Regions from separate parts of the Mus musculus genome. Here all the other regions are linked to region 1. Evidence: chromatin contacts called from public HiChIP or PLAC-seq and promoter capture Hi-C data. All regions are on one chromosome and are shown on one strand. The core of a region is the stretch at or near the end of the contact, and the rest is flanking DNA. Distances in the headings are between cores, read along the strand shown. Region 1 holds the start of Dock1 (dedicator of cytokinesis 1). Region 2 overlaps Fank1 (fibronectin type 3 and ankyrin repeat domains 1). Region 3 has its middle 5.6 kb from the start of Gm36356. Region 4 overlaps Fank1 (fibronectin type 3 and ankyrin repeat domains 1).

Evidence for each region. Promoter capture Hi-C pulls out the DNA fragments that hold promoters and counts their contacts. HiChIP or PLAC-seq counts read pairs in DNA pulled down with a chosen protein or histone mark.
Region 2: a FOXA1 HiChIP or PLAC-seq map of pancreatic cancer cells shows a contact between it and region 1. The contact joins the enhancer-like site here to the promoter of Dock1 in region 1. A contact is called at or near these places in 3 of 39 promoter capture datasets (cranial neural crest, embryonic stem cells and liver) and 4 of 115 datasets of contacts at active chromatin or transcription factors (the NIH/3T3 cell line, cardiomyocytes, kidney and 1 more).
Region 3: a contact with region 1 is called in an H3K27ac HiChIP or PLAC-seq map of embryonic stem cells, with 4 times the contacts expected there. The contact joins the enhancer-like site here to the promoter of Dock1 in region 1. A contact is called at or near these places in 2 of 39 promoter capture datasets (embryonic stem cells and hippocampal neurons), 1 of 484 Hi-C or Micro-C datasets (embryonic stem cells) and 4 of 115 datasets of contacts at active chromatin or transcription factors (embryonic forebrain, embryonic stem cells and forebrain).
Region 4: a contact with region 1 is called in a promoter capture Hi-C map of stem cell-derived epiblast-like cells, with 2.7 times the contacts expected there. The contact joins the enhancer-like site here to the promoter of Dock1 in region 1. A contact is called at or near these places in 9 of 39 promoter capture datasets (the 3T3-L1 cell line, 3T3-L1-derived adipocytes, cranial neural crest and 4 more) and 6 of 115 datasets of contacts at active chromatin or transcription factors (the NIH/3T3 cell line, embryonic forebrain, embryonic stem cells and 2 more).

The regions. Positions count from the first base shown.
Region 1 is chr7:134,666,654-134,673,160 of GRCm38.p6, reverse strand. It overlaps Dock1 (dedicator of cytokinesis 1), which reads right to left and starts at 2,474. Exons shown (of 52, transcript NM_001033420.2): 1 at 2,317-2,474. The coding sequence starts at 2,362.
Region 2 is chr7:133,797,134-133,803,849 of GRCm38.p6, reverse strand. All of the region lies in intron 1 of Fank1 (fibronectin type 3 and ankyrin repeat domains 1), which reads right to left. Among named protein-coding and RNA genes, the nearest start is that of Fank1, 24 kb to the right of the region's middle. Within about 2 kb of position 3,704, at least 9 of the 459 cell types and tissues checked have an H3K27ac peak or open chromatin away from gene starts, as enhancers often do. A contact at or near this core is called in pancreatic cancer cells, where this site is marked.
Region 3 is chr7:135,477,321-135,483,406 of GRCm38.p6, reverse strand. No RefSeq gene overlaps it. Among named protein-coding and RNA genes, the nearest start is that of Gm36356, 5.6 kb to the left of the region's middle. Within about 2 kb of position 3,901, at least 55 of the 459 cell types and tissues checked have an H3K27ac peak or open chromatin away from gene starts, as enhancers often do. A contact at or near this core is called in embryonic stem cells, where this site is marked.
Region 4 is chr7:133,844,018-133,849,909 of GRCm38.p6, reverse strand. The region is part of intron 1 of Fank1 (fibronectin type 3 and ankyrin repeat domains 1); the gene reads right to left. Among named protein-coding and RNA genes, the nearest start is that of Fank1, 70 kb to the right of the region's middle. Within about 2 kb of position 2,544, at least 13 of the 459 cell types and tissues checked have an H3K27ac peak or open chromatin away from gene starts, as enhancers often do. A contact at or near this core is called in stem cell-derived epiblast-like cells, where this site is marked.

The sequences.
Region 1 (6,507 bases), core at 1,225-3,724:
CTACACCCCAGCGCTGGATTGATATCTCTCTCTCCCTCCCTCCCTCCCTCCATCTCCTCTCTGTCTTTCTCTGTCTCTGTCTCTCTCTCCCTCTCTCTCTCTCCTCTCTCTCTGTCTCCTCTCTGTCTCTCTCTGTCTCTCTCCCTCTCTCTCTCTCTTCTTCTCTCTTCTCTCTCTCTGTCTCTCTGTCTCTGTCTCCCTCTCTCTCTCTTCTCTCTCTCTGTCTCTCCTCTCTGTCTCTCTGTGTCTGTTTCCCTCTCTCTCAAGTGAAGTCCCCACACCCAACAAAAGAACTCACAGTGTTTCCACTGCTAAATGTTTTCTGGCCTTTTGCTTAGAAAATACAGCTTTTTTCCTTTTGAGATACGCTCCCACGTAGCGCAGACTGGCCTCAAACTTATTATGCTGCAGAAGATGAACTTCAACTTCTGATCCTCCCAAGTTCCGACTTTACTGGTATGCACCTCACTACCACCCTGCACTACAAACTAGGTTTGGACTAACTGCCCCCCCCCCCGACACCCCCACCCCCACCCCCAACCTCTCCCAAGCCATTTTCTTTCCTATCTACAACCCTTCATTCCCAAGGCTGCTGAGGTCTCCAGCCTGCCTATTTCTTTCTCCCAAATGGCAACAAAACAGTCTTCCAACTTAAAGGGAGTGGAGGATGCTGGGGGGGAGGCGGGGGGGGGGGGGCGACGACACGACCCACCAGATGTGAGGATGCATGCCTTTAAACCTAGCAATCAGGTGATAGAGACAAGTAGACCTCTGTATGAAGCCAGACCAACCAGGGCTACATAGTGAAACTCTGTCCCCCCCCCAAAAAAATAAACAAAAAAAAATCAAAGAAATAGACTCCCCTCCCCAATAATCCCAAGGCACCGTGGCAGTTGCAGCAGAACAGGGATGAATGTGAACCCACTGTTGCCAGGGTTCAAACCCAGCAGCTCCCATTACTATGCTACAAGGGTAAAGCACAGGGGGCAAGTTTCTCCACTACCCGGGAGTCCTCTGCAGGGCCCTCCTTCCTCAACTGCACCCCGACTATCTGGCTTTCTGCTTGCCCCTGCCACTCTTCTAGCTGTTCTTTCAACAGTCCTGGGCAACCCCAAGAGAAAACCTCCCACACCCTGAAGCCATCCTAAGTAGGACCCTCATCCCAAATTAAATAGATGGGACTCTAACAGCCCTTCCCAGCTCTGCCATGGGCCTCTGAAAGGTCGGCCAAGCACAGGTGGAGCTCAGCTCCAGTGTTCACAACGCAGGGAAAAATCCTCCAAACCTGGGTGTGGGCCTAGAGTGGAGGTAGGGGCCCTAGGCTTCTCCAGCCCTGCCCCCATGGCCACCATCTCCTACTTGTTACAGAAATAAGTAACTGGAGTTCAAAGGAAGGACACGGCCTTGTAGACTGGAGTCTCCGGGAAGCTTTCAAAGACAGCGGGCTGGGACATGAACTAGGCCTGCAAGACGGTGCTGAAGGCATGCCTAGAACAGACAGCTGCTGAGAAAGTGCCCCAAGGCAGCCCTTAGGGTGGAAGGCAGCAAGCTCCCCTAAATGCTTGCTTGCAAATCCCCAAGAAATGCCTGCTTGCAAGTCAGAGTCTCTGCTCAGGTGAGGCTGGGCGTCAGAGGATCCTTAGGGAAAAGAGAGCAGGAGCCTGGAAACGGAATGGTCAAATCTGGAATGCCAGCGAGCCCTGAGGCCTAGACAGACCTGACTTTTGATGTGGGCTAGCTGGGGGGCGAGACAAGGTCTGCAGGGCTCTGGGACTGTCTGGCCATTGAGGAAAGCGGGACTCCTTGGATCAAAAGTAAGCTTGCAACCCTACTCCTTCTACCCCCTAGGGAAGCGACAAAGGCAAAACCAGGTCCCCGCCCTCGAGGTCCGTTTCCAGAGCCCCGGGGACACAGGAGCGCCTGAGTGTCCCCTACCATCCAGGGCGGGAAAGGCGGCACCGACCCAACCCGGGAGGCGCAGCCACTCCTCACGCGAGAAAAGGAGGCTTCACAGATCCGAGCGCTGCACAATGAAAAGTGTCCACCCGGAGTCCCGGATGCCAAACAGAAGTTTCCCGAAGAAGCCAAAACGCACACAAACAATGACCCCGGGAGCCCCGCGCACGCAGGAGCACACGGGACTACGACAGAGCGAATGCGCGGGAATGAGGAGCACGGTGGACCCCGGAGGGTCCCCGGGTTCCCCACGCGGGCTCCAGCCCCGGGCGGGCCGGGCTCCGCACCGCGCGGCAACAGGCTGGGCGCCGCGGCGGGGAAGTTGCGCGCGGGGCGGGCGCGGGGCGGCGCGCTGCTCACCCACGCCGTACTTCTCCTCTCGCTTGGTGGGGACCCAGCGCGTCATGGTGGCGCTGGCCGCAGCCCACTGGAGCCGCCGCTGCTGCCGCCGCTGCTCGGGCAGGAAACTCTGCGCCTAGGCCGCCATCTTCCATTCCTTCCCCGCCGCGACAGGATGGGGAGGAAAAAGTTTGCGGCGGAGGCGGTGTCATGTGGGACGGGGCGGGCGGAGCGTCGCGGGCCGGATGGGAAAGGCCGGGAGCGCCGGCGAGAGGCGGGACGGCGGCCGGCTGTAGCCCGCCCAGGCGCGCGTGCCCTGGGGCTCGGCCCGCCGGGTCCCTCGAGGGACCCAGGCTGCTTCCCGGAGCCCATGGACGCCCTGCATGCTGCAGGAACCGTGCAACTCACATCCTCTACTTTCCACTAAACACCGTGCACCTCGCACCTACTAATCTGCACTGTATGGTCCTCACCCTGCACTGTCTACTCTGCACCGCATCCAGCACTCTTTACCCACACTCTACTTTGAACACCGAGCACCCAGCATCCCAAACACTCTGCACTCTGTACCATACAGGGTACACACATACACACACACACACACACACAACACACACACACCACGCACACCATCCTGAACACTGTACCCTGCACCTCACAAAGTGCTATCTTTTCACACACAAGCGTGCACGCGCGAACACACACACCACAAATCCTTATAGCCCTCTAGGCCTGGATCTAACACAAATAGTCAGACACCACACATGTACTCACTGGTGTGAAGTGCGGAAACCCCAGTTCTGACCTGGTGGAGAGCGTTGGAGCAGAGCTAGGAGTTCATCGTAGTTCATTCATTCATTCAAAGTGGGCACCCATTTTGCCAGGGTCTGAGCGCATTGAGCGTGCCTAGTAGCTGATGGGAGTGGTGATGTACAGTCAGCACTGGTAAGAGAAGCCTAGGAAAAGACTTTGCAGCCCCTGGGTGTTTCTAACAGCCCAGATCTCTTTGGGTGTTGAGGGTCTGGAGCAGCACAATGAGGCTCCTAGTTTGCAGCAACTTTGAGGCGTTCAGTAGGAACTGGGCCTGCTGAAGTGGGGAAAGAGAGGAAGTGGGAAGAGAAAGGAAGCCAGTTCCAGCTTAGAACAAGCAGCTCCTAGCAACTCTAATCTGAAGGAGGCTGGTCTCAGACTCACCCAGTGCCAGCCACCCACAAGTGCAATACTTCCGATTTCTTCAAGGCCTGCCCATAGACACACCCTGAGCGTTCATTAGAATCCAAGAAAAGGTTAAAACTAAGGGGAGGGGTGCAAGGGGACCTCGGGTCCACAGCAAGCTATTAGAAGGGGCAAATGAGATTGCATATTCTACTGTGTGCCCTCTCTTGCATCCTAGAAACAATGACAAAGACACCAGCCTGGGAATCTTCAAGGACTAAAGGAATGAAAGTTTAAAAGAATGAAGGCTACATTGTGTAAGATTGCATGTCAGAGCCAGAGAGGGGCCAACTCAACTAGAATTGGAAAGGTCAGGTGCCTACCTGCTGTAGACAGGGCCACCCCAGCCTGGAGCAGTTATATCAACCCGTCCAGAATGCAGCTTAAATAGCCAGGAGCTCCTGGATGGGGAAGGTGAGAGAGAACCTCCCCAGTTCAAGATAATATACAACTAAGATTTCTAGCAATTCAGCCACTGATTCATAGAAAGTCACAGGCTCCTTTCACTGATAAGGAACTTCAGTCCCTCAAAAGGGAAGCTGCCAGGGCTCACCTCCCACGTGGCCTCCAGCATTCACTAAAATCCGAAACCTCAAGGGTTCAGGCCTTGAGGGTGGGGTCCAGTAACTCACCTGCTCCAAAGAGAAGCAACCAAAGGTGCTAACCAGAAGTGGGGTGCTCAGAGTCAAGTGCCTGGCCCACTTTAGGTCAAAAGAGTTTCCCTGAGAAAACTGTCTTAAGCCTGGACTTTAAGGATAAGCAGAAATGAGTAAGGGGAAGTGGGGAATTAAGTGGATGTGCAAGGGGCCTGGGGTGGAAAGAAATGCTGGTTTTTAAAGGAAGGAAGAAACCAGTAAGGCTTATTTAGACGTGACCCACGGAGATGCTCCTGGATAGAAGGGCTTTCTAGGTCTTCCTGGGATTTTGGAAATCCATGAAGAAAACCAGGAAGATGGATTTCAGGAGCACACATATTATCTTCTGTGCCTCATTTCAGTTCTGTTTTTGAGGCTCCATATGAGAGCAGATGGCTTGTGTTGAGAACAACCAGGCGCCTGAGATCCAACAGTCCTTGAAAGCATGCCCTGCTGTGGCCAGCTGTGCAGTCACTCTGCTGTTGCTTCTGCCTCATCCTCCTGGTGCTAAACCTCAGGGTCCTGACGGCCCCATACGTGAACCAGGACTGCTGGCACCAACCTCATGGGACATCCTGAGGCTCTCCAGAGAGTGTAGCTATATAAATCAGCAGCAGACCCAGAGCTGACGGCCTCCTGTCTCTCCCTTCCTCCGTGTTCATTGTTCAGTAACCTCAGGGTACACATTTTCACTCTGATAAAAAATGACTGGTACAGGAAGCTAGGGAAGTGGGTCAGTGGGTGAAATGCCCAATATGCAAGTTTGGATCCCCCAAATTCAAAAAACAAAAAACAAAAAACACACAAGCATGGCAGCACACACCTGGAACCCCAGATGGGGAGCCAGAGACAGGAGCTCATTGGCTAGCCAGATTATCCCAACTCATGAGATCCAGGTGTAATGAGAGACCTAGCCAGCCATTGAAGAATGCACTGACGTGAACCTATACCTGCACATGCACACATGTGCACATATATCTATGTGTGCAGGAGCACACACCTATACAAACATATACATACAACACACATCCTGGCTTAATCTGGTTTTGATTTCTTGTAAGAATGTTATGCTAAAATAGACTTACAAATCAGAGTTTTAACTTTATGTTACATTTTTATTTTATTATTGAAGGGAGGGATCTGCATCCTTGGAGGTCAGAAGACAACTTGCTGCAATCAGTTCTCTCCTCCTATATCCCAGATATCAATTTAGAGGTCAAGGTCTTGACAGCAAGCAGACTTGTCTCATTTCACTACAGACTTACACTCATTTCTCTGGCCTGTAAGTCAGTTTTAAAACTTCAGGTGAGCCATGGCCATGTGTTGGAGACAATGTGGCTGGAGACTTGTCCATATGCCCATATTCCTTGAAGCTCAGAGATTGGTCATCACCCACGGGCAGGCATAGTCACATCTTGTGGCTCAAAATATCACTATCTCCTTGTCCTGTGTGACCACACTGGTTCAGTATTCGTTGGTTCCCTGAGCCTTGGGATTGTGGCAGTGGCATTTTGAACTCCTGACTCATAGCCACAGATCTTCTGCCAGGCCTCATACCTCTGCCAACTGGCTGCAAGGCCCGGAGCTCCTGAAATCAGTGATGGATCTCATCCTCAGCTAATGTAACCACAGGGTAGGGAGCCAGGGCTGTAGTCCACCTGGAAACCCATAGCCCAATGGCCCAGCTGACGCATTGGCAGGAGCACAGACTAGCAACTTCCCACTGAAACAGGGGGCTGACAGAATCAGGGATCAGCACAACAATATTAGTTTAAAATCTTGATTTTTTAAAAAAAATTTTTTAAGTGTCTCTCACTGTGCAGCCTTGGTCAACTTACAACTCAAAATCCTCCTGTCTCAGCCTCCCGAACACTGGGATTATAAGTATGAGTACCACTCTGGGTTAATTTCATGTGTGAGAGACAGATTCATGTAGCCACAGCTGCCCTCAAGTTCACCCTCAGATACAGCCAACAGAAGATGGCCTTGGACTCCTGATCCCGCTGCCTCCATCGCCTAAGTTCTAGTCTTCTAGACATGTGTTACCACACACAAGTACTTTTAATTTGAATGCCTTTACTATGCAAACCCAGGAGATAAAGACACCAAAGTTATGTTCTGGTAGAGGTACCAAAAAGCCCCATAAATCGACATGGCCACTCTGGGAGGCAAGCAGATGAAAGTGGATAAGGAAATGAGAAGTCTATTCACAGACAGAGGCCTAAGCAGAGCTGGTTTGACAGCCGAAATGGGAGGGAGTTAGTATTGCTGCAGAGGCACCTAGATGCTGGACCACTGAGCCAGGGGCAGGTACAAACCTCACATCAGATGTGCACTGTAGTACAGTGTCACGAATAAGTGT
Region 2 (6,716 bases), core at 2,455-4,954, 870 kb after region 1:
AGAACTTTTCCCTGTTTTACTTCAAATCAGTCTGCTTGCCTCTGTCAGCTCCCATTGTTCCTGCCTCCATTAGAAGACCTGGTCAGCACTGTCACTCCTAAGACCCTAAAATAAAATTATTTTACCATTTCATAGCTTGACTGGGACTCAGAACCCAGAACTAAACAGACAAAGAATGGTACACTTTAACGGAGAAAACTAAACAAAACTATCCCTTGGAGAAACAAGGAGGACATAAATGGACCAATAAGCTGAAGTCACTTTAAAATTGACCTTTAATGGCCTTGAGAATCCCAAACTTTGTGAAAACTGATGAATCAATTGTAAAATTCAGCAAAAGACCAAGAATGGCCAAGATCCAGGGAGAGGAAGCAAGAAAGGTTGATAGAAAATTTTGTTTCATGAATGATGTAAGTAAAAGGCCAACAAAATTAGCATATACTCTTCCGAAATCCCAAAGCACCACACAAAACAGCCATATGCATGTGCTAAACATTCCCTAGGGGGAGCTTTATAAAGTATACACTTTTTAATATACTCGAAGTTGACTTTTATACAGAAAATGTGGTACATTTACACAATGGAGTACTACTCAGCTATTAAAAACAATGAATTCATGAAATTCTTAGGCAAATGGATAAAACTAGAACATCCTGAGTAAGGTAACCCAATGCAAAAATACACACATAGTATGCGCTCACTGAAATGTGGATATTAGCCCAGAAGCACGGAATAACCAAGATACAATTCACAGACCACATGAAGCTCAATAAGAAGGAAGACCACAGTGTGGGTACATCAGTTCTTCTTAGAAGGAGAACAAAATACTCACAGGAGCAAATACAGAGATAAAGTGTAGAGCAGAGACTGAAAGAAAGGCCACCCAGAGACTGTCCCACCTGGGGATTCATCCCATACACAGTTACCAAACCCAGACACTATTGTGGATGCCAAGAAGTGCATGCTGAAAGGAGCCTGACATGGTATCTCCTGAGAGGCCCTGCCAGAGCTTTACAAATACAGAGGTGGATGTTTGCAGCCAACCATTGGACTTAATGCAGGGTCCCCAAGAGAGAGGTTAGAGAAAGGACTGAAGGAGTTGAAGGGGCTCACAATCCCATAGGAAGAAAACAATATCAACCAACCAGTCCCCCCAGAACTCCCAGGGACTAAGCCATCAACAAAGGAGTACACATGGCTCCAACTGCATATGTAGGAGATGATGGCCTTGTCAGACATCAATGGGAGGAGAGGTCCTTGGTTCTATGAAGGCTGGATAGATGTCCCATTATGGGGGAATTGAGGGTTGAGAGGTGGGAGTGGGTGGGTGGGGGGAGGAACACCCTCACAGAAGCAGGGGGAGGGAGGATGTGATAGGGGGTTTCCTGGAGGGGGGGGGAACTCGGAAAGGGGATAACATTTGAAATGTAAATAAAGAAAATATCCAATAAAAAATTTGATTTTTAAATAATATAAACTCATATGAAGGAAGGAAGGAAGAAAGGAGAGAGAGAGGTACTTGCAGGGAAGAAAGGAGAAAGGGAGAGATGGAGGGAGGGAGGAAAGGAAGGAGGGGGGGGAGGAAGCACAAGCTTCACCTGTACAGCGTTGAGTGGGCTCTCAGATTGGAGCTCTGGCTCCTAGCAACCACGTCTGCATGTGATGGACCCGCCCAGGGAACGGATCTCAGGGCCCTTTCCTTTTCCACTGTAGTCAGTGACTGAGCCCACACCTGACACATCCGCTATGTATGGTCATTGTTTTCAACAATGTGTCAACGTTACCTATAAATCACAGAGAGGAGAGGCAGGGATGTTTCCATGGCCTTCTGCCAAAAGCAATCACTCCAGGCTGCTGGCACACTGCCAGGCGACTCCAGGAGGTGGCATTACAATGTTTTGGTTTGGTTTGAGTCTTTGAGAATGAGACCTAGTATGTTACCCAGGCTGGCCTTGAACTTACAACCCTACTGCTTCCACCTCTGGGATTATAGGTATACACTAGAACTGCTGGCTTGAGATTTTAAAGCAAGAAAAAAACAGTTTTAGAAAAGACAAAAATCTCCCTTACCTAATAAAGTCGGTAAAATGTGCTGAGCACATAAATTTACCTGGACATCTCGTGAAGATGGCTGGGAGGGAACATTTAGTCCAACGTCACATCAAACTCGTCGAATGGAGCTAACATGCTGGCTCATCTCTAGACTGGAAAGGCCAGACACCACTGGATTTTTCTCCCTCTCAAAGGCTCAGAAAAAAAGGCAAAGATGCAGGGCCATAGATGGTTTCTCCTGCATATCCTGTCACCTTTGTCACTAGAGCTTGAAGCTATGTATTATAATTGACAGTGTCCCTCAACAAAGAGTCAAAACTCACATAATGAGTTAAAACCATTAACCAAAAGCACAGTCAGAAGGCAAGAGGTGGCATTCTTTTCTGAGCCAAATTTCCCCCTTTATACCACAATGTTTCAATATTTTGCTCCAGTACTGATTATAGTATTAGAAAGCTATTCTCTTATCATAACACTGTAATACAATGCATACAATACAATGCATACAATAATGACTATGTTTGATGCACACACAGTTGGGAATCTCAGCACTCAGGAGCTAGAGGTAAAAGGACCAGAAGTTCAAAGTCATCATGGTTCTATGAGTTCAAGGCCAGCCTTGGCTACATAAAACCCCATCTTGATAAATTCATTTTTAAAAGAACATTAAGTTTAGTCAATCTTTTAAATTTCAGAACTTTCTGATTGTTATAGTCACAAATAAGGAATCTGGAATAAGCAGTCACAAAAGCATTGATACTGAGAGGACAAATCTTTTACGTTCAGACTCCATTTTAGACCTGACCTAAGTCTGAACTCACGTAAACCTAGCCTTAGTTTCCTAGATGCCCTCCAACAAAACCTGAGCCTAGCTCCAGTCTCTGGGCTAATTCCCAACAAGACCAGCGCCCCCAGGTTATTCCCCCAACAAACCTGTACCCCGCCCCCAGGTTACAAGCCCACCCCCTGCCTAACCACCACCAATGTAGAGGGGAACAGAAATTAATTTTATGATATGACTCCCAGCACCAGCCAATTATGTTAAAGGGCACAGTAGCTTTCCAGTTAGATGCTTGCACACTCGCCCCCCAGCCCCCAGTTGCTGCTTACTATAAAGCCTTGCCCCAATAGACATTCAGGGATCCCCTACCACCAAAACAGTCCCATGTGACAGTGGTGTCCTGAGGGGTGGGAGTGGGGGGGCAGCTAGCTCAAATAGAATAAAGACCCTGCTGTGAGTTGCATCAGCTCAGCTCCTGTCTGTTTTTTTGGGGAGATCACTAACACTTCCCTAGCAGTACAATATAATTTCAGAAGTAAAATCACCTACCTTTTGGGGATGGTTTTAAAAAGTTAGCTCAGGTGTTAGAGAGACAGCTTGGGTTAAACACAGCTGTTTTTGCAGAGGACCCAAGTTTGGTTCCCATCACCCATACATGGTGGCTTAAAACCATATATAACTCCAGCTCTAGGGGATCTGATGCCCTCTTCCAACCCCTGCAGGCACACACATAGTGCACAGACATACATGCAGGCAAAAGACATAAAACAAAACTAAAAGAAAAAATTGTTTGCTGTCTCAGACACAAGGATGAAAGAAAACTATGGATGAAAACAGTTCTCTAGAAGCTATGGTGGTTGGTTGGCTGGGCTCGCATCTGTGACTCACCTCTGAGACATCTGCTGTCTGCAAACCCCAGCTCCTGTTTATAGTGGCCTAGCAGAGTAGCCCCTTCCCTCCGGGTGGGTTAGTCTCTGTGTTACCTTTCACCCAACCACAAGGGATTCCTTCCCTTCTCCCTGGGCGCTTTTCTCCATCCCAGCCAGGTCAAAGGGGAATTGAGGTAAAGGGGACCCTCGCCCCCGGATCATGTGTAAGCTTTAAATGCTCCCCTGGGCTGTGATGGCCAGCTCTTATGAAGGTGTCCTGTAGCAACTCATCGTCTTCCATGGGCTGAGATTTAAAGTGTAACTCTCAAGATCTCTGTTTCACACCATACCTGGAAATCCCTTCAAAGTGTCTCGTCCATTCACCTCTCTTCTAAGAAGACTCACTATTCTGGGGATCTTCAGTTGTCTTCACTTTTATTTTTCTCAGACTCTACTCCGGGATTTCTTCTACCCGTGTGGGGAGGAACATAACAGGATACAGAGAGGGCAAGACACTGTGAAGACCCACGTCCTAATCACCCATGGTATTTTGAGCCTCAGTTCAAGAGCTAGGCATGTTTCTGTGCATGTTTTAAGGACTGGTTGGGGCATATAACACCCTGAGTGTTTTATAAGGGCGACAAAGATATTAAAACATTTAACATGTGAGATAAGGAGATGCCCCTGGGGGTAAAGTGCTTGCAGCTCAGATGTTAAGGATCAGAGTTCAAATTTCTAGAACTTGAATAACAGCCCATATTCCTGAGACAAGATGGGAGGAGGAGACTGGAGAAGAGTCCCAGGAAGCTCAAGGGACAGGCTTATACTTGGAGTTTTAATGGCAGATGAGAAAGCCTGCTTCCAACAAGTTGGAAGGTGAAGACTATAACCGAGGTCATCCTCTAACGAACACATACACTGTGACCACACACTCTGTGGCAAGCGCTACTCACACTCATACACACAAACACTCCACACATATACACATGCATGCACAAAGAATTTCTTTAAATTAGGTACCATGGGCACATGAGATAACTGCATTGCCATCAAGAGCAAGAACAACTATCACCTCTCTCTACAGCTTTGCCATCCCCAACTAAAACTATGCTGATAACAGTCAAATCGGAGGGGTAGGTAAGGGCCCTTAGTGCACTCACTTAAGGACCCAAATCCACACCCCCTACACCTTTATGTAAGAAGCCAGGGGTGGTAGGCCTGCCTGGGCTGTGGATGGGAGCAGAGACAGAAGGACAGATGGCTGGGACTTCCAGGATGCTAGCTTAGCTCCAGACTCACTGCAAGGCCATCACTCAGGAAATAGGGTGACACACGAGAGACACTGGTTGTCCTCCTCTGGCTTCTTTGTTCCCTCTCTCCTTGTCAAGTCAAGAAGGACGTCCAAAAAGGAGGCCAAGAATCTTTTTCTGGGCCTGAGAGATTTAAGACAAGAGGAAAATTGCCACACAGATACCACGAAGGACACTGTTACCAGAAAGACATTTTTCAGAATCTAGCAACACTGGGTAATTGTTTGTTTGTTTGTTTGTTTGTTTGTTTGAGACAGGGCTTCTCTGTATAGCCTTGTCTGTCCTGGAACTCACTTTGTAGACCAGGCTGGCCTCGAACTCAGAAATCCGCCTGCCTCTGCTTCCCGAGTGCTGCACCACCATGCTCGGCGTAATATTTTTAAAATATCAGACAGACCAGTTTTTCCTCCTGACCCGGACACACCGATAGACTTAGCACTTACCTTTGATCTGATTTCTACCTCCACACTTGTAGCCTTCCTGCTCATCTCCCCTCAAGAAGCAGCAAGCTGCGCGCTCTCACAAGATCTCTGAGCTCCAGCCTACCCTGCCTCTGGGCAACTCTGGTTTACTCGGCCTGACCCTGCATTTCCTGGTTTGCAATTTTCTACAACCAAGAGATCCTCTGTTGCTTTTATCTGAGCTCACCTGCATCTCCTGGATTCCAGGACCTACTAACTACCTTAGTGTGACTAAATGAGACAAGATAGTAGATGCCAAAGACTGACCCCACACAGAAGGAAAAGAAATCCCTTGGGTATCTGGCCAAAATCTAGAAACTTTAATACCACTGATGAAATCAAACTGCCTACAGATACAGCCCTTATCTTCCGAGACACTTCTTGAATGAGGACATTAAAGCAGACTCCTGCTGCATCTGACCTTGACCTTTAACCCCATTCACCTCTTCTCATCCATGAATCCAAACAATGCCCCTGAGAAAAGGGCCTTAGTTTATTTTTATAAACGTGAGTGTTTAGTCTGCGAGAATATCTGCACCACACACATTCCCAGTACCCATGGAAAGAGAAGGGGGTCTCAGATGCCCTGGCACTGGGGTTCCAGACGATTTTGAGCCTTTGAGCCACCCAAGTTGAGTGTTGAAAATCAAACCTGGATCCACTGAGCTGTTCTTTCCACATCCCCAGTTTCATTTGTAGAGGAAATTCTTTAAGGACAAGTAAACTACAGGGCACTGTGGCCACATGTTTAATTCTCTAGGAGATTGAGGCCAGCCTGGTCTACAGAGTGAGTTCTAGGCCACCCAGGACCCTTTCTCAAAACAAAACAAAACAAAACAAAACAAAACAAAACAAGAAACCCACAAACAAAACCAAGCAAACCAGTTCATATTTAATGAAACTTTGTAACTTTAATTTTTAAACTCTGCTTAATCTTAATTGTAGACAAATATGCTGTGAAAAATTAAAATAAATAAACTATTTAATCTTTAAACCTCATTGTAAAACACCTTCTTTGGCTCCTAATGGCCCTCTCTAAATGCCTCCACTTCTATTTAAAATGTGTCCTTTTTTTTTTTTAAGATTTATGTATTATATGTAAATACACTGTAGTTGTCTTCAGACACTCCAGAAGAGGGCATCTGACCTCATTACAGATGATTGTGAGCCACCATGTGGTTGCTGGGATTTGAACTCAAGACCTCTGGAAGAGCAGTCAGTGCTCTTACCCGCTGAGCCATCT
Region 3 (6,086 bases), core at 2,652-5,151, 810 kb before region 1:
AGAGAGAGAGAGAGAGAGAGAGAAAGAAAGAAAGAAAGAAAGAAAGAAAGAAAGAAAGAAAGAAAGAAAGAAAGAAAAAAAGAAAGACCCCTGGGTATGTGGCTGGTGGTGGTGGTGACTAAGTCTACCCTCTGGTGGATTGGTGTTCAGAAACTAGCAGATTGACTACAAGAAAAGCACAGGCTTGAAATCAGTGCTGTTTGTCCAAAGATGTTATTCCTGCCTGCAGACTGTCCTATGACAGGAATCTGGGAATGAGGGCTTTGAGGCAGAGAAGGAAGGCAGTGTACACATAGCCCTCAGAGGGTGTGTGAGCTCACACCTGGCTTGGCTTCCTGCTTGCCAGGACTGTGATTCCAGGCAGGTTCGTTCTGTCTCATCTAGCACCCACCCCCAACCAGCTCTCTTGTCAATGCATAAAAAGTGTCAACCAGAGATAATCACACCACCCTGCTGTGTGACATGGGGTGGGTGCCTCATTGGACACTCAGGTTGAAACTGGTCCTTGCTCTGGCCGTGCTAGAAGACCTTGTGGGAATACTTGGGTCACAGGGACCCCATGATGGTACTGAGTTCCACACACAGGGTTGAATGAATTATTGTGGGAAGGGTTTATTGTCCTGAGAGAAAGAGAGTTGTCATGAATGTGTGTATGTGTGTGTGTCTGTGTGTCTGTCTGTCCACTGTCTAGGTTTCCTCATTATACATTCTTGTATGAGGTACCATGTGACCTGAAACATCACAAGGCTCTCAGCAAAGGACTGACTTCGTATTTCCCACCTTCTAGAACCCTCAGGCAAAACAAATGTGTTTTCCGGGTGACCCAGTTTCATGCATCCTGTTATAGCAAGAGTGGAAGCAAAGACATTTATTTGGGTGTTGTCAGCGCTGCTCTGGGCACTTTGAGTATGAGCTTCATTGTCACGGTAACTGTACACAGGAGGTGCCGTCATTACCTGCACTTCCACCTGGGCAACCTGAGGTCTGAAGAGGTACATTGTTCTCACAAGGTTTCACAGACATCTAGGAATGGAAGAGAAAGGAGGAGATGAGGCGGCTTGGTGAGAGCTCTGTGAATCAGGGCCGTCCTTCAGGGAAGGATGTGGCCAGATAAACTTGAAGAATCTCAGGGGTCATACTTGAATTTACCTCCTGGACCTTTCCATCTGACTTGCCTGACTCACAGTGAACCCATGACCCACCAGTATCTACCTCGCTGGTGTTGGGTCCATGTATACGTGTCACCATCTTTTTCACACAGTTCACTCTTCTCCTTTGCCTTCTCAAGGGTTCATGGCCAGCACACGACCACTGCACAGACGCTGGGGTTTGTGTCCCACTCCCAGTTGACCTTCTTGGTTTGAAAGCCACTGGCCTTCGTTGGCGCCAGTCGCATGAGTTTTGCCTTTTGCGAAGAGCATGCCGGCAAATGCAATGTTCTCTGGCCTCTTCTGAGGGCAATTTGCCTGAACGTGGTCAACCAGTGGGGCTGCTGACCTTGAACTCAGGCACATTTACCCGGAATGCAGACAAGACGACCAGGGTTCCTTCCATCTCCAGTACCTGTGTGGAAAAGATGGTGACACGGATACATGGACCCAACACCAGCGAGGTAGATACTGGTGGGTAACTGGGTTCACTGGTGAGTCAGGCAAGTCAGATGGAAGGTCCAGGCCAATGGGAAACCCTATTTTGAAATTCAAGGTGGAGGGACTCTTGATTCCTCAGCTCAGATTGATTCCTGGCTACTCCATGAAGGCTCCCCCACACTTGCGCGCGCACACACACTTATAATACATACAAACTACACATACATATGCACACACAAAAACACTTACTGGCAGTAGGTGTGCTGTCTACCAAAGCAATCTGCATGGCAGTGCCACCTTTCACCCTCCAGGCTTTATGGAAACTCCTTCCCCTGCTAATCCTTCAGGGGCGACTTTAGTTACACATCAGGGTGTGAAGCAATCTCAGCCTTACTCTGTGGAATGGTTTCTTCCCCGACTCGATGAACAGCTGCACTTAAGAGACAGATGGCTCCCGAAGATGGGGAGATTCTTTCCCACATCCCTATCGACCTGTGCTCGTTGATTTACCCGGCTGCTTGGTGAAAGGCCACACTGTCAGACCTTAAATCAGCTCACAGTGACACCTGCCAGCCCCCCTCATCTGTCTTCATCTGTCACTGGTGAGTTCTGGAAAAGGCAGTTGTTCCTGTTGGTCCCTACTGGATGGGTGCTTCTCTGAAGCCTCCACACGGTTCTGTGATGCTCTCTCCTCAGGCTGCTACCTGGCTGACAAGAAATAGGCTTATCTTTGCTGCGTGGGTGAGACAGAAACAGTGCTGTTTGCACCTGAAATCTCTCCTCCCTCACTTCTAATCTTTAGGGGGGAAACTGACATTCCTGTTACAGAGTAAAAGACCGGGGGGGGGCATTTTAAAGGTATTTTACTTTATGTTTGAGATGATCCCAGCTAATTTGTTTGAAAAGTGTAAGCAGCAAATTGTTATTTGCTCTCTGTCTCTGTGTCTGCCTTTGCCTCTGTCTCTGTTTGTATCTGTCTGTCTGTCTGTCTGTCTGTCTGTCTCTGTCTCTCTGTCTCTGTCTCTGTCTCTCTCTCTCTCTCTCTCTCTCTGTGTGTGTGTGTGTGTGTGTAGATCAAATGTCTTTCTTAATCATTTCTCCACATTAGTTTTGGGAGACAGGGTGGCTGACTTACCAACAAGCCCTGGACACATCTGTCTCTGCTTCCCCAGCTCTAGGTTCCAGATGTGTTATTATTATTACTATTACTATTATTATTATTACCTGTGTGTTGGGTCATCTTACTTTCAAAACAAGCACATTACTGCTGGGGCCATCTCTCCAGCCCCACGAAGTGAACACTTAGACCCTCACGGTCTCCAGAGCACTAATCTCCATTTTCTGGAGCATTGTATTAGTAAAATTTCTTAGCCCAGACTCTGTTCTCAGCAGCCTCCTGTCACAGGGGAAGGACCTCGGGGACAATGGCAGAGATACTCAGCAGGCAAAGGCGGGCACTAAAATGTGTCCTTTTTCAGGATGATGGGACCATCTTTAGCGTTAGGAAATGAATGCGAACACTTCGAAGGTGACAGTTCATGAGCTGAGTGATGCTTTGAAACAGACCCAGAGGTAGTGTCCCACATGTGCACTGTTCTCAGAGAGGCTGCTGGGGCAGGTAGGGGGAGGAGGAGAGAGCATGTGACAGTCAAGGGGAGGCGCTGGTGTGGCACAGGCCCCGCTGGTGTGGTGCGGGTCCGCTGGCTCTGGCTCTGTTGCTTGCTTCTCTTCCTATAAGATGTGGACTGGGCAGACCCCTTAGTGCTGTATTTTCCAACCAGAGGCCAGGACAGCTCTGCCAAGAGACTGTCACCACCAAGACACCACTTTCCCTTTGCAGTGAAGTTACATACCCTCCTTTAAGTTAGACTCTAAAGTCTAAAAGAGGGTGTTTACATTCCAAAAGCGACAGTGACCTCTCCACCCTAGAGGCACATTCACCTGTACACCACCAGAGGGATTTCCTGGGGTGCCTGCCTTCAGCGTCTGCCCTCTAAGAAAAGAGTCCTGGGAAGGAACAAACCGACTCTCCCTTGGAAGGGGCGTTTTGGCAAGTGTCCAAGGATAGCTCTGCCTGCCATTTCAACAGGATAACTTCATCAGCATTTCTCCAGCACAGCTTTGAGGGTTTGAAAAGCTTGTTAACAAAGAGAGAGAAGGAGAAAGGGAAGGGAGGGTGAAGGCCTTTCCTGTTGTATCACTTTAAACAGAAAAACAGAATTCGGCGGGCGTGGCGGTACACATCTACAATACCAGCATTCAGAAAGCGGAGGAGGCAGGAGGACCACTAATTTGAAGCATGGTTTGGCTACGCAGCAAAACTCTGACTCAAAATAGTAGACAAAACAAAAGCAAGGGCTGAGAAGATGACTCAGCAAAGTGCTTCCCGTGCAAGCATAGGACCTTGGCCTGATCCCAGGACCCATACACAAAGTTAGGAGTAGTGGCCTAACCTAGTGTTAGGGAGTTGGAGCCAGGCAGAGCCCCACACAGATTCCCGGGACTCAGTGGCTCGTCAGTCTAGCCTACTTAACAAGCTTCAGGCCAGTGAGAAACCTGTCTCAGTAAAAGTTAGACAGATGAAAAATGATACCTGAGCTTATTCTGTCCTGGACACGCCCGCCCAACACACACACACACACACACACACACACACACACACACACACACACACCACATTTGTAGTCATATGAACATCCATACAAACTTAGAGAAGAAAAATAAGTCACCAAATCAGATCAGTCCAGCTGTGTTGCCACCAATAACACTAGATACCACCTGACAGTCTGCAGAGCCCAGAGGGGCTGAGGTGCTCCAAACTTTCTAACCTTAGAGCCAATTAGATCATTACGTTAGCTATGTTCAAATATCCTTGTCACTTCTACAAGGGAAATGACAGCCCTCTCCCTATTCATTTTTCTGAGCTCTTTCAGACATATGTGTGTGAGAGAGGCCTTAAATAAGGAGACATGTCACCGGATGCACAGACGTGGTTTTGTGACTTTGTTTGTGCTGAGACCTTGGGCATCCTGTGACACTCACCGTGTCAGAGACCATATGGCTGCAAGGAAAAATTAGGCTAAATTAGTAAAAGGACAAATTTTGTCATCTGTCAAACCATATTTCATCTTGTATCATGATCACAACTCTAGAGTTTCAGTGTCTCACCCAAAACACTTCAAAAACCAAAAAACCAAAAAACCAAAAAACCAAAAACCAAAAAGAGGACAAGGCTGCAAAAACCAGACAAGACAGCTCGGACTTGGCGTTCCTGTTTTTGTTCTGCACATGAGAGCAGAGGGCGGTCTCCCTTCTGTCTTCACCCCTGTGCCCCAGGAACATCTCCAGCCTCCTGCCAATTTTTAAGGACTCTGGATGTCTCCAAAGTCCTTTTTGGCATCATCCAAAAGAGCTTAGCTCGGGGTTTCTACCGAGACGTTGACTGTGAGTGATCAGATACTATGATGGTGTGTAGATGTGTGTCCCCGTAGCATCTCCACTAATAAAGCAACAAGAAACTGCTTTGCCAGATCTGTCAGCTGCCTGCCATCACCTTTGTAGCCAATGACAACCACGTGAGTGGGTTTTACAGAGGTTTCAAATGGTGGCCAGGGAGGCTGGCTGTAAATAGAAGATCTTGTTGGACAAAAGTCTATAGGTAGGTTTATAACTGGGTTCTAAGCCTTGATATCTGAGGCTAGATCATTCTCTGTTGTGGAACTATCTCCAGCACAACATCTTCAGACCATTCTCTGTTGTGAGGCTATCTCAAGCGCAGTATCTGCGTGTATGACCTCTGTCCACTCATCCCCTGTCCACTGCTTCCTCCTTTAGCTGTGGTGAGTAGATAGGTCTCCAGACATTGCCAAGTGACTCAGGTGATGACCCTGAGTGAGATCTATAGGTGTAGCTGTAGCATTTGTGTATACATGTGTGTGCACCCACATGTGTTGCTGGTGATGAGAGATCAGATTTAAATGTCCACTGGTGTCCCAGCTTCTCTCCTGAGATGAGGTGATTACCCATAGAGAAGTCTCTTTTTCTTGCAGCAACCTTAGGAAGATTCATCTCTTGTGCTCTTGAAGCCACAAGACTCACCCTTCCTGCACAGCTGCACCTTCTGCCTTGGAAGCCCCTCCCCCTTGGAAGCCCCTCCCCCGACTTGCACTGCCCAGGGCAACTCTGAAAATGGTGATGGGCATTGACAAAAGAAGACAGGTGAGCCCTGGAGTGCAGAGGGACTTTCCCAGGACCCCGGGTCTCCACCTGGGGCCCTGAACCAACTCATCTGGTCATTTCTGTAGCTTCACTTTGTTGATTGTTGAAGAATGCGCCTGGGGACACTGGCTTCTTCCTGTGCACTCTCTGGAAAGGGAGTGCTTCTTGAATTCCTCAGGGGAGGGGGCAGCCTGGTCCTAATTACAGACCTAGCAAGGGCCCACGGCAGGTTTCTTTAGAGTCAGAGGTGGAGACCTAGGGGCTCCAGGCTCTTAGAGC
Region 4 (5,892 bases), core at 1,295-3,794, 820 kb after region 1:
GAGAAATGCATGTCCTATCCCTGCCTTTTCGTGCCCCTCTTCCAGGCCCCTCTTCAGGTAGACACCCAGGTCTCACACTGCTAACACTGTATAACCCCATCAAGTGTCCCTGTCATGACCCCAATGTCTAAGTCAGGGAGTTTAGACCTCGGTTAACTCCACCTATCCCCACCAGCAAAGCTTACCAAGTGTCTACTCACAGGCACTGCTAAGTTCAGCCAGGAGCTGGGAGAGCTTAAAACTAAAGAAAGGTATAAAGTAATGATTTTTACTATCTCCATCAAAAGCACAGAGAAGTTAACCAACCCAGGCAAGGTCACACAGTGTGGAAACGCAGATGCTCTGGCGCTAACCCTCTCTGATCTCTGCTCTCTTCTTCACAATGCAGATGTAAAATTCAGCCCTGGGATGAGAAATCCTTTATTGGCTCCTTCTCCAGATCTCCTAAAATCATTCATTTATGACCAGGTTTAACCCTTGAACTAACTTGAACCCCAATGGGATTTAAAGATAATCAAGAAAAGTTGGCCAAAAAGAAAGGAGGCAAGAGAGGCCACGCAGGTGGATGTATAAACTACAGGATACACAAGAGGAGGGGGCCAGGCTGCTCCTCAGCACCCAGCAGGGCAGCAACCGGACTGTAGGAAATTAGCCCACAGAGAGGAGATGGACTATGCCACGAACAAGCTATGTCAGAAACGCAGATGTGTGCTTGACTTTCTACATCATTAGTGTGTTAAACAACAAATTCACAAGCCACACCACTCTTCGTGGCTTTAACACACCAAATGCCTCTGGTTTCACTCTGTGGTCATGACCTCCAGCAGTCCTAAGTCCTCGACTCCCAGCTAAACAACTAAGGGCTCTCAGGTCCCACATTGCATTTCATGGGTTACAAAGAATTAGGTGTCAAACCTGGGAGAAATGGCTGAGCTGCCTATTTGCCCAGCCAGCCTCTCTCAGGATGACCTGGTACAGAGTCATCCTGGCTGGTGTATCCCACCCTCTACCCTAGGCTCTCCAGCCCAGGGGCTAGGCTATTCTTTCCCCAGCTATTCTCCCCTATATGACCTCAGCCATTTTGGCTGTCAGCCCTTTTGGTCTCTTGGTCTCCTGTCCATCCCTCCTCACATGGCACAGTTCAGCCTGTTGGTCATGTTCAGTGTGGACTCTCCCAGATACTTCTGCCAGTGTTCTCCCTTATGTTTATAATAAAAACCTCAACCCCTTAGTCACGGCCTCCATTCACTCATTCATTCATTCATTCATTCATTCATTTATTCATTCATTCAGTTAGTTAGTTAGTTACGTTTTCATTCATGAATGACTAAGAAATGGATGAGAGGCTACAGTCAAGAGGGGCTGTCCTGAAAATAGAAGCAGAAAGTGATACAGGACACAGGGCAAGGCTCTGTGAGAAGCTTTATCAACAGAGCTGTTCAGGAGGTAGAGTTGTCAAATGCAGATTTGGGGGTGGACAGTTCTGTCATTGAAGTGGGGCTAGTGTCACTGAAAGGAGAAACTGCTCTTGGACGGAGCCCAGGGACAAAGCCTTGCTGTGGCGGGTTTCCTGGATGGAGCTCATGGTGAGAGGTGAGGTGACAGTGCTGCCTGCCACATCTCAGTGTAAACTGGCTTTAGTACTAAGATGTGGGCAAGTCCCTCCACTTGAAAATCTGACCAGCTAAGCCTGAGATCAAAGCTAGAAGTGCAAGCATCCATGACTGCAGCCGTGGGTCTGCCTTGAGGTCTAATCCACTGGCTGGGTGCACGTCCCACCTCTTCCCATGGCAAGGATAGTAAAGGCCAGGGCCTGGCCTTGGGAGAGCTGTGACTTCAGATACTAAGAAGCCAACCCTAACGCCACTGCTGTCCCTGGTCTGTGACATGCGTGAGATGCCACTGCTGTCCCTGGTCTATGGCACGCATGAGGTACCCTGTGTCCCCTTTGTGTGACAATACTTGATTAGCTTCCTGCTGACTTTGTCCTATTGTATAAAAGTTTCCTGTTAACTCTCTGCCATTTCCCCAGGCAAAAAATTTAAGATGCTGACTTAATAATATTCCTTGGCATAAAGGCATAGCTTGTACAAGACCTTCTGTCCCCAGTTTTCCTATCTTCCTTATCTTACCCGCTGGTCCTCTCTCCTAGGAACCTGTCCCTGAGGAATGACCTACTGGTCCAGGGCAATATCCAGTCCTCCCCCTTCTCCCTCCCACCTTCATGGCATTATATATATATATATATAATATACATAATATTATATATATATAATAATTATATATATATATGTATAATGCCATGAAGGTATACACACACACACACACACACACACATATCCCACTAAGTGCAGTTAGTGCTGCCTGCATATCCATGGGTGTAGGACCATCTACCAGGGCACAGGCAGCCTACCATCAGCTACATGCAGCCCAAAACAAGACTCCTTCTCCCTAGCAGCTGCCAATCACCTAGCTATAGCTCTTCAGCTAGGGGTGGGGCCTCCAGCCATGCAAGAATGTGGACTGGCTGGTTTGGCGAGAGTCTTTTGCTCTTAGATAGTCACACTGCTGTGGGTTCCTGAATTGGAAGACAACATAGGCAGAGGGCAGCAGTTCACAGCCATTCTTACATTCTTTCCACCCTTTCTTCTGCAATGTACTGAGCCTTGAGGATCAAAAGCTAACACTTTTAAAAAACTCAAACACTGACCAGTTTACTATTTGTTGAGCCAAAATGTTTGTACTCAAACTAACCCTTTTACTACCAGAAATGCTCTTGTGGGCACTGTTTTACAAACTCTGTCCAAGTGTTGCAGAGTATATGCAGCAACAACATACGCTCCTCTGAATGCAACCTGGATGCTTTATTCATTCGTTCACTTACTTAGACAGGGTCTTGTGCATCCCCAGGCTGCCCTCAAACTAGCTATGTAGTTGAAGCTGACCCTGAACTTTTAACCTCCCACCTCTACCTTCCAGATACTAATACAGCTGTGCACCACCTGGCCCAGTTTATTTGGTATTTGGGGTGGAATGCAAGGCGTCCTGCAGGCCAAGCAAGAATTTTGCAGCCAAGGAGCTAGAGAGGTAGCTCAGAGGATGCAAGCATATAGAGCTGTTGCAGAGGATGCAGGTTTGGTTCTGAGCACCTGTGTTGGGTAGCTCACAACTGCCTGTATCTACAACTACAGAGAGATTCATAGTCTGATTCTGGCCTCTGTGGGTTCCACACACATGTGGCAGACACATGGATACACACAAACACACACATATCATTAAAAGACAAATAATAAAAGAATTTGAAAACTGAAGTACATCCTTCAGTCTCAATGTTCTGTTTTTATGTAGAATACTTTGGTGTAAGTATTGGATCTTCGAAAAGTGTTTTTTGTGGTATGTACTCATTGATACGTGGATATTAGGCCAGAAACTCAGAATACCCAAGATACAATTCACAGACCACATGATGCTCAAGAGAAAGGAAGGCCACAGTGTGGATATTTCAGTCCTTCTTAGAAGGGGGATCAAAATACCCATGGAAGGGAGATACAGAGACAAAGTTTGGAGTAGAAACTGAAGGAAAGGCCATCCAGTGACTGTCCCACCTGAGGATCCATCCCATACACAGTTACCAAACTCAGACAGTATTGTGGATGCTAACAAGTGCTTGCTGACAGGAGCCTGATATAGCTGTCTCCTGAAAGGCTCTGCCAGTGCCTGACAAATACAGAAGTGGATGCTCACAGTCATCCATTGGACTGAGCACAGGGTCCCCAATGGAGGAGCTAGAGAAAGGACCCAAGAAGCTGAAGGGGTTTGCAGCCCCATAGGAGGAACAACAATATGAACCAACCAGTATCCCCAGAGCTCCCAGGGACTAAACCACCAACCAAAGAAAACACAAGGAGGAACTCAAGGCTTCAGCTGCATATGTAGCAGAGGATGATGGCCTTGTGGGACATCAATGGAAGGAGAGGCCCTTGGTCTTGTGAAAGCTCGATGTCCATGTGTAGGAAAATGCTAAGACGGAAGTGGGAGTGGGTGGGTTAGTAAACAGGAGGAGGGGGGATGGAATAGGGGGGTTTTGGGAAGGGAAATGAGAAAAGGGGATAAAATTTGAAATGGAAATAAAGAAAATATCTAATAAAAAATTTTTAAAAGAAAGGAAGAAAGGAAGAAAGGAAGAAAGGAAGAAAGGAGAAAGTGTGTTTCTCGCTGGGAGGACTCACTAAGACCAGAACTTCCCAGCAGTGAGGAAGAGGAAGGCCAGAGTTAGAGCATGCCCAACAGTGTGAGCTAAGCCATCCCTTTGATAAGTAGGAGAGGCTGCTGAGGATCCCCTCTTGCCAGGCCACAATCTCACTCCCAGTGACAACCCCACATGTGCAAAGGGGGCCACAGCAGCTTTGCTTTGAGGAAGGGGACTGAAAACCACCCAAGTGGCCAAAATGAGTTACAAATGGTCTGTACACTCAGATACTATGTAGCCATTAAGATAAAGTTACAATTCACTCATTCTAAAAAATAACTGGGAGGTGCAATGTGCATAAAGCTAGGCTTTAACCTCTGTGAGGGGTGTGGAGACGGCTCAGTGGGTAAAGGTGCTTGCTGCCAAGCCTGACGGCCAGAGTTTGAATCCCAAGACCCAAATGTTGGCAGGAGGAACTGACTCTGATTTTCACATATATCATGGCATGTGTGTATGTACACACACACACACACACACACACACACACACACACATACACAAATACACACATACACAAAATGAATGGAGTTCTAAAAATTAAAATAAAATCTCTATCAGGGAAATGAAACAAAAGGAATAGAACACTGAAAAAAAATGACTTAACTAGCAACAGCCAATTTTTTAAGCGTGGTTGGTAGCCTGTGAACACTTTTTGTACTTGGTGTGATCTACTTAGAGAAGGCGAGGTACCGGGTAGGTGGAGCAGTCAACACCTCCACTCTGCTTTGTGCTTATGCCCTAAATGGACACCCAGGCAAACCACATTCCTAGTGTCAAGTGTTCTCATCAAGGCCAGATTCAGAGACTCAGGAGGCCTGCCTGTTTGGCTTCCCTGCATTTCAGTGACATTTTCATCCAGGTGGTGGCCAGGCCCTTGATGCAACCGTGTAAAACACATCCAGTCTCCTCCTGGCTCCCCCAGCACCACGTCTGTGTGCATGCAGTCATGCTTCCCACCATGATGATAATGGACTAAACCTCAGCAAGTGTAACCCAGCTCCAATTAAATGCCTTTTAAGAGTTGCCTTGGTCATGGTATCTCTTAACAGCAATAAAACCCTAACTAAGACACACAAGAGATCCAAGCATGGTAGCACAGGAGGGAGGCTGAGGCAGAAGCATTACTTTGAGTTTGATTCTAGCCTAGATTACATGAAAATAGCCAGGTATGCCTTAAAAAACATGCAGACATTCCTTGCTCCTCTACCATAAGAGTTCAAAGCATCAGCTGAGCCCATCATGTGAGTCATTCTCTCCAAGACATGACATGGTCTCCTCAGCTCTGGGGACAGTAAGCAGCTAGTAAGCTGCCTTCCAAGGAGCCTGTTACAAACTCTCCATCCATCGAGTAGCAGAAATCAGTCACACAATTAGGAACTTCTATAATCCACACAAATAAAATGGAGTCGTGCATACTGCCCCAAAAATCTTCTACACTGTCTGGCTTCGTAATACGGACTGCGGTAGCATCAGCAGCCACTGTCTGGAGTTGCCTTGTGATAGTTTGTATATTCTTGGGCCAGGGAGTGGCACCATTTGGAGATCTGGCCTTGTTGGAATAGGTGTGACTTGGTTGGAGTAGGTGTGTGTCACTGTGGGTGTGGGCTTAAGATCCTCACCCTAGTTGCCTGGAAGTCAGTCTT